3 separate regions of the Zea mays genome follow, and regions 1 and 2 are each linked to region 3. A link is a contact called in public Hi-C data. All regions are on one chromosome and are shown on one strand. Each heading gives the region's core, a stretch centred on a gene start, on an enhancer-like site or on the middle of the called end of the contact. The rest is flanking DNA. Distances are from core to core; before and after follow the strand shown. Region 1 holds the start of LOC100283638 (saposin-like type B, region 1 family protein). Region 2 holds the start of LOC103635707 (Glycine-rich protein family). Region 3 holds the start of LOC100191557.

Region 1 (2,711 bases), core at 175-2,674, 180 kb before region 3:
TGCACCAGGATAGTAATAAAAACTATAAATGTACACATTTCTTAATTTTTCTTGTCTATTTGCATCTGAAATAGGGGCCTAAGTTAATATTCAGTACTGATGTTGCACTGTTTTCTTTTTAAAACCCTAAAAAATAGAATACTAGACCTTTATCACATGATCAAAACTTTATTCTGAGAAAATTGAATAAAACAAAATTACTAGAGATGTAATACTCGCCCTACACAGGTTTGCATACAATAAATCATTACGCACCAGCATCATCCAAGGCAAAGCTTGTAGTACACCAGAGCACAAGACTGATGATGAACATAGCTTGAGCTCCTGTATCCATTCTGCATGTAACACATATGAATTATAAGGAACAATTCAGTCCATTCCATAAACAATGTCACTATCAATTATTTGCTAACTAGTAACTAAACTAGCAGATAATGCAAAAGTTAAATGGTAGACATAAAAAAGAGGCAGATAATTTCCTTTCAAGCACAAATCTGAGGGCTGGACAATAAACCCGGTGGTTTGTTACAAAAATATGTTCCAGTTGCCCTTGTTTTTCTTTCAAAATCAAAAGTAGCAGAATTTGAATGAAATTCAGTTTTGTCTCAGATCATTAAACTTGGTTTGAAGTTGGCTTCAAACAACAATATAGGAGACTATAATAGAAATGACTATCAATTTCGAAGAGAGGGAAAAAAGTTCAGTTGGCTCTGTTATCCACTCCAACTTGTTTCTTTGTTCTTTCATTATGTGCAAATTTTCAAGTAAACCTAACGACAACTCAAAATAAGTAAAAAAATACATGAACACCAGATATGCATCTAAAAAGATTAACTTTATTTTCTCCATGATTTCTGGCAAAAAAATCAGATTTAGTAGGAGTAATACTACATGTATACTGTGTAATAACACCCTATTCGAATACAAACAGTTATGGGGTGTTTAGTTTCTAGAGACTAATTTTTAGTTCCTCTATTTTATTCTATTTTAGTCTCTAAATTTTAAATGTGGAAACTAAAACTCTATTTTAGGTTACATATTTGGTAATTTAGGAACTAAAATAGAATAAAATAGAGTAACTACAAATTAGTCCCACCCTAAGTTAGGGGAAGAGAAAGGTTAGGCATACTGCTGTGTGCTCGTCGCCGGCGAAGGGCCTGAACAAGACCTGAGCACCTGACGTCGTTACCACTCGCCACGAGAGAAAGAAAGAGAGCGGATGAGGGAGGACTGGAGAACCACGGCAAAAGAGAGAGACTACGCTCGGGCCTCGGGGGACGGGAGAACCACGCGAGACTGCGCTCGGGGGGACGGGAGAACGTTGACCCAACACCCGGCGGAGCCAGCAGCGCCGCAAGGACAGTATGCTGTACAAGGCCGCGAGCGAGGGAATGTATTAGGGTGTTACCATAATTTCTATTTCTATTTCTTTCGATGTGTCGATCCAGGGTCTTACCAACAATTGAAATAATACTGTGTGTCCTGACACGGGATAATGCAAGATTACACAAGTCTTTATTCTGATCAGACAAAAGAAGTCACTACTTTCAGCAGAGTAGGAGTGAGACTTATATTACTTGTAACTAAGTGCTTATTGTAAGGAATACAAGTTCATCTAGAGAGAGAGGGATCCCAATTCACAGGAGTTAATTGAAATAAGTGTCAATATCATAGTGGTGGTAAAAACTGTGAAGTGTCCGCCTTGCCCCCTTGAAGTCGTAGACTGCCCTATTTATAGCCACAAGGAGGGGTATAGGAGTACCGGAGCTGGTCACGAACAATGAGGAGGTTAAGCCGAGTCCCAGTAAACGGTATGGACGGGAGCATGAGTCTTAGGCCTCATTTGGTTTGAGTGACTAAAGATTGGTCCCTCTATTTTAGTCCTATTTAGTTCCTAAATTGCCAAACGATGGGACTAAACTGTTTGTCTCTAGTCCCTTAGGGCTGATTTGGTGATTAGGGATCCCTAGGGGATCCATGGGGGAGGAATCCCCTTGCAATTCAATTTTGAATAGCAAGAGGATTTCTTCCCCTCGGGATCCCCGGTCACCAAATCAACCCTTAAGGGGTGACTAAAAGGAAATAAACCATATAAATTCCAATTTTTGCCCCTCCTTTATTTCAGTTGCGATAATGGCGGAAGAATGCTAAGGGGTATTTTAGTCCTCTTTTGCTCCATTTAATGCATTTTGAATAATTTGTCCCTAGACCCAAACATGGTAGGGACTAAACTTTAGTTAGTCCCTAGACTAAAGGAACCAAACGGGCCCTTATACTTGTTGTTGACTTATGCCCGCCCGATTTCTGCTGAGAGCCGAGGCCAAGGCCGATGGCTCGATCACGTACCCAAGCCCCCTTCGAACCCCTGAGGGGGCGTCCCCTTCCTGCTACCTGTGGAGGAATGGAAAACGGGGAGAGAGTGTGGCACACCTTTTGATGCGCTTACCCAGGGAGGCGAAGCGGCGCCCGTTACCTTGCGTCATCCGGACAGGACATGCAACCCGTAGGTGGGAATTAATGTGATGAGACGTGATGACCCACAGGTCGTCCGTTGCGGCGCGTCAAATTCGAAGATACAAAGCCCACTCCCGGTTTTGACTTGGGGAGGCTCAGCCCAACCCTCGGTGACCGAGATGGGATCCTCCCGTTTCTTACCTCACCTTTGCCTTCCTTAGCCACAGAAAGAAAAAAAACGCATGTGCGCCCTCCTT
Region 2 (2,700 bases), core at 164-2,663, 240 kb after region 3:
GATGCTACTGAAGTGTAATAAAATATAGGGCAATAAATTTTTAAGATGATTTATAAAGTAAGAATTAGAAGAGGGACCTAGGGAGCCTAAATGCCTAAGACCAACTCCAGCAGACTCCCTCTCCGTATCCGTATTTAGCACGGCCAACAGTTTCTCTCTCCTCTCCGTATCCGTCCCCGTTTCCAGCAGACTCCGTATTTGCACTCCGCATACAGTCTATGACAGCTGGGGCCCGCGAGCAGGAGGTGGCGCATGCAGTCTTCTGCGGAGAGGAGAGAGAAACCGTGGAAAAGGGGAGTGCAGGTACACGGCGTCTGTTTTGCGGAGACGGATGCGGAGGCTGCTGGAGAGCGAAATAGTGACTCAGAGCGTGTATAATACGGATGTGGAGTGGGATGGGGAGTGTTGCTGGAGTTGGTCTAATGGTCGAAGACAGTAAACCGAGTCCCTCGAGAGACTCGCGCGTAGGGATGGCAGCGGGTCGGGTTGTGTTCGGGTATGATAATACCCGACCCGATATCATACCCGGTCCTTATACAAATATCCATATCCACCAAGTCAATCGGGTAAAAAAATGGACCCGTACCCGTATCCACCGGGTATCCGTCGGGTATCGGGTATACGGTGGATATGCTACTATAAAATATAAATCTACATGTAAATTGATGAGCAACACAATTTATGACAGATGGGAGTTAATGAACACCATCACAACATGTGAAATTGATAAGCAACATCACCAATTTACAAATCATAGTACAGTTCATGACTAGTACACGTCCAGTTCACATACCATAGTACAGTTCACAAATCATAGTACACATTCAAGTTCATGACTAGTACACGTCCAGTTCACATACCATAGTACAGTTCACAAATCATAGTACACATTCAGTTCACAAATCATAGTACATGTCCAGTTCACAAATCATAGTTCACACAACACAAATATAAGAAACACCACAATGACAGGAAGTCCATGATGTTCATGTAGTAGCAGGCAGGCAGCAACTTCGTAGTAGCAACCAACAAGTTCATGGATCAATGGTTTCAGATTGCATGCCATCCTAACAAACTGACAGATCATATAGTTATTCAAATAGAAATTTAGTAAAATATAGAATGGCGAGATGGGAGGCCGGGAACTTAGGGACTTAGGGTTAGCCGGTTCACTGCCTTGAGCTTTTTTTCTTTGCTTCATGGGCCAAAAACACAACATGTAAAATTGTGAATTAATATTTCGGGTATCCAGTGGATATCCATGGGTAAAATATACTATCCGTACCCTATCCGACGTATTTCGGGTACCCGACCCGATAGGATCCACGGGTGAGTTTTTCAACCCGTATCCATGTCCACCGGGTACAAAAACCCGTGGGCCCCGCTCGATAGAGCGCGTGTGCGCAGTACAGTGACCTCCTAATTCCTATTCCTTCCACCCTGCTCTCCTCGTCCACTGTCTCCTCTGCTCGCCCACCAAAGCAAGATTCACTCGCCCGGCCGGCCGCCATGGCCAGATCAGCGCCGGGGCTGCCGCCGCAGCACTATGCCGCCGCGGGCGCCGGCCGCCGCTCCTCCTCCTCACCCGCGGCGTCTTGCATCTTGGCGGTCCTCTTCCTCCTCCTAGCCGCCTGCGTCGCGGCGGTGCTGCTGTTCGTGTTCTTCCGCCCGCGCGCGCCGGCCATCGCCGTGACGGCCGTGCAGCTCCCCGCTTTCGCCGTGGCCAACGGCACCGTCGCCTTCACCTTCCAGCAGCTGGCTTCCGTGCGCAACCCCAACCGGTCCCCGCTCACGCACTACGACAGCTCCCTCCACGTCGCCTACGCCGGCGGCGAGGTCGGCTCCATGTACATCCCGGCAGGCCAGATCGACGGCGGCCGCACGCAGTACATGGCCACCAGCTTCACCGTCCCCGCCTTCGCCGTCTCGGCCACGGGCGCCGCCGCGCAGCCGACCACCATCTCCGTCCCGGCGTCCGGCCCGTCCCCGCACGTCACTGCGGCTCTAGTGCAGCCGCCGGTGATGGAGGTGGACTCGCTGCTGCGGGTCAAGGGCAAGGTCACCGTTCTCAAGGTGTTAACCCACCACGTCGAGGCGGCCAAGGTGTGCCGCATTGGCGTCTCGCCGGCCGACGGCCGCGTGCTCGGCTTCCGATGCTGACCGTCGGCCGAGCTCACTAATGCTGGCCCTGGCCTCCACCACCCAGCCAAGATCTGACAATCTCATCGCTCTGTCAGCCTGGTCGGTAGGCCCTGCTCTCCACATCAAATTAAAACTCTTGATGAATTCGGTTCAGGCTTCAGTTCAGTCATCCGTTAAATTGTAAGATAAGGCTGTTCTATTTGTAAATTAGATTAGTCTCTACGGTTCTCAAGATTTGTTGTACTTCTTTATGCTTGTCTGATTTACTAGATTTTGCGGCTGGCGTGTTCTTGTTGTAGATTATCACTGGTATAGATTTCATAGTCAGAGTCCGGACCAAACAAAGGTTTGGTTCTTGAGATGGTGGTTCTTGTTCCAATTTCAATATTGATTGCTTATGTCAACCAAACATAGTGGAAAATGCACTGCATTCCGTTTTCATGTCTTTTGCAAGTGGAAAATGCTCTTGCATTGCACTCCAGAATGTATGTTGACATGCTATTCCAAGATAGAGATGAGACTGTTCTTGCAAACTTCAAGTTGAGATGCTCTCTTTGT
Region 3 (2,700 bases), core at 73-2,572:
GAGGGCAGGAGGGGTAGCTAGAAGGTAGTAGAAGGCAAGAACAGAGAGGAGAACACAGGCACACAACAATGGAAGCTGATACCCAGAGCAGATCTAAAACCTAGAAGTGGAGCAAGCGAGTAGCAATGGAGACCAGACTTGAAACCAGAGCACCAGATTCTTGACTAGGGGGCAACAACCAATGGGGCGGACGAGAGGAGCTCGAACCTGGACGCCGAGCACCGATCGGAGCCGGAGACGACGACGCGAGCGAGTGCGTCTGCGCGAGGCGATGAGGGAGGCAAATGGGGAACATACGAGATTAGGGTTTCTTGAACGAGCGAGAGTATGCTTGTGTGGATTGTGGATGGGGAGTGGGAGCGGGCCGGTGCTGGTGTGTGTATACATGTGTGGTGCCCGTGCGCGCGGCTGTGCACTCTAGCCGGGCTGGTGTCGGCCCGTGCACGTTAGCCGGACCGGACCATGCACGTTAGCCGGACCGCACCGTGCTTACACCATGGGCCACATATGCGTCCCAAGCAAGGTGGTGTGTGTATACATGTGTGGTGCCCGTGCGCGCGGTTGTGCACTCTAGCCGGGCTGGTGTCGGCCCGTGCACGTTAGCCGGACCAGACCGTGCTTACACCATGGGCCACATATGCACAGCCCAAGCAAGGTGGTGTGTGTATACATGTGTGGTGCCCGTGCGCGCGGCTGTGCACTCTAGCCGGGCTGGTGTCGGGCCGTGCACGTTAGCCGGACCGGACCGTGCTTACACCACGGGCCACATATGCAGCCCAAGCATGGCCCGCGCATCGTGCCAGCCTGGTCCGGGCACACCGTCTACTAGGCCGTGACGGGTTTCGAGCGGGTCGGGTCGCAGCCGCCCGACGGGCCAGCCCATATGCATTGGGTATATAAACACTTTCAACACGCAAATTGCATACATGATACTATAGTTTTCTTGATAATAATACTTTATGGCTAGGTCTAAATTAAACTGCATGGATGGTAATGAACTCTAAATTTTAAACCATAAAATGTTAGGATCAGATTAGAATTGAGCTTTATTTCTATTCAATATTGAGATAAAATTAATTAAAGGATCAAACAAATTATAAAGAGATAATGCACCTATTTTCCAACCCAAACAGTTACAGGACAATGAAAACACTGAGGGACACGGAAGGCCAAAAACAAATGAAACAAGTGAGACGGGAAAATTCATGCCAAGCCGCAGAAAACAAATACCGTGCCAGAGCGTAACGAGCCAACGAGAGGTGGACGTAATGGTTGGCTCCCCGGATCCGCAGGAGAGGCTCACACAGGGGAGTGAGTGGTGATGCGCACACCGGGCGCCCCTTCCGCGTCCGCCCGGCCGGCCCGCTCTCTATCTCCACCACCGGGATCAAACCCCATGCACCATCCGTAGTTTTATTGAGCATAATCATACAAATCGCAGTGCGACGACGCGGCCGGCCGCTCCCAAACTTTGAGTAGTGCCGCTCTCCGTCGTCCTCTTCGATCTCCATCATCGCGCCACGTACGTACGGTGGTCACATCCCTGTCGACCGCGCGCGTTGGGAGCGCATCCGGCCGTGTGCATTAGCCGCCCATGGACGACACGGAGAGAGAAAAGGAGAAGGAGAAGGAGAAGCACGACTGCGGGACGGACGTCGAGGACGAAGAAGAGGACGAGGAAGGCAACAAGCGCGTCGTCGTGCTTGGCCCCCAGGTCCCCCTCAAGGAACAGCTCGAGCTCGACAAGGTACGTATATGTCTTCGTCAATGCCTGAACAATTCAATGGCGCGCGCTGCTTTCATTTCATCATGTAGGATCGGTCGGATCTTGACATCTTCGTCTCATCCGTTTCTGAACAACTGAAAACCCCCCACTCTGATCCGCGTAGGACGATGAGAGCCTGAGGAGGTGGAAGGAGCAGCTCCTTGGGCAGGTCGACACCGAGCAGCTAGGAGGTGAGATTCTAACTAACTAACTAACCTCCCTCTCATATTATCACCCTGTACTCGATCTCATGTCCATACGGATCGAGCCATGCATGGTGCGTTCCTGAACAGAAAAAGGCTCAAAACCTGCGGGGACGATATATTTTTACAGGCGGATTCGGTTATCCACCGACTGTGTTATTTCTAGTGGCGGTTCCTTAAGAAAACCGCCACTAGAAATCGTATTTCTACTGGCGGTTCCTTAAGAAAACCGCCAGTAGAAATCCATGATTTGTAATGGCGGGTGGGGTGGGCTGTGAGGCCCCCCTAATAAAAATAAATTTTTTAACTATTTTTAAAATATGTTTTATGTTTCCTGGAAACGATTTGCACTGGCGGTTTTATTACGTCGACCGCCAGTGAAAATCGATTTTCACTGGCGGTTTTATTACGCCGACCGCCAGTGAAAATCGATTTTCACTGGCGGTCCTCAGTTACCCGCCTGTAAAAATGATGATTTCTACTGGCCCCTAGCACTGGCGGTTACGAAAAACGCCACTATAAATAGATTTACAACCGCCACTATAGAACTTCTCTGTACTAGTGAATGGACATTATTCTTGGGTGCTGCAGAAACTGCGGAGCCAGAGGTCACGGTGCTGGACCTGACGATCCTGTCGCCGGGCAGACCGGACCTGGTCCTTCCCATCCCGTTCCAGGCGGACGACAAGGGCTATGCGTTTGCTCTCAAGGACGGCAGCCCCTACAGCTTCC

Evidence for each region. A called contact is a pair of places that touch in the nucleus more often than the background predicts.
Region 1: a Hi-C map of root tip shows a contact between it and region 3, with 6 times the contacts expected there. The contact joins the promoter of LOC100283638 here to the promoter of LOC100191557 in region 3. A contact is called at or near these places in 6 of 25 Hi-C or Micro-C datasets (ear, leaf, root tip and 2 more).
Region 2: a contact with region 3 is called in a Hi-C map of ear, with 2.7 times the contacts expected there. The contact joins the promoter of LOC103635707 here to the promoter of LOC100191557 in region 3. A contact is called at or near these places in 2 of 25 Hi-C or Micro-C datasets (ear and leaf).

What each region holds. Positions count from the first base shown.
Region 1 is chr8:112,485,545-112,488,255 of Zm-B73-REFERENCE-NAM-5.0, forward strand. It overlaps LOC100283638 (saposin-like type B, region 1 family protein), which reads right to left and starts at 1,425. Exons shown (of 6, transcript NM_001156539.2): 1 at 1,130-1,425; 2 at 256-335. The coding sequence starts at 334.
Region 2 is chr8:112,908,721-112,911,420 of Zm-B73-REFERENCE-NAM-5.0, forward strand. LOC103635707 (Glycine-rich protein family) reads left to right here and starts at 1,414. Exons shown (of 1, transcript XM_008658093.4): 1 at 1,414-2,603. The coding sequence starts at 1,510. The coding sequence ends at 2,160.
Region 3 is chr8:112,663,885-112,666,584 of Zm-B73-REFERENCE-NAM-5.0, forward strand. It overlaps LOC100191557, which reads left to right and starts at 1,323. Exons shown (of 5, transcript NM_001136987.1): 1 at 1,323-1,747; 2 at 1,890-1,956; 3 at 2,560-2,700. The coding sequence starts at 1,595.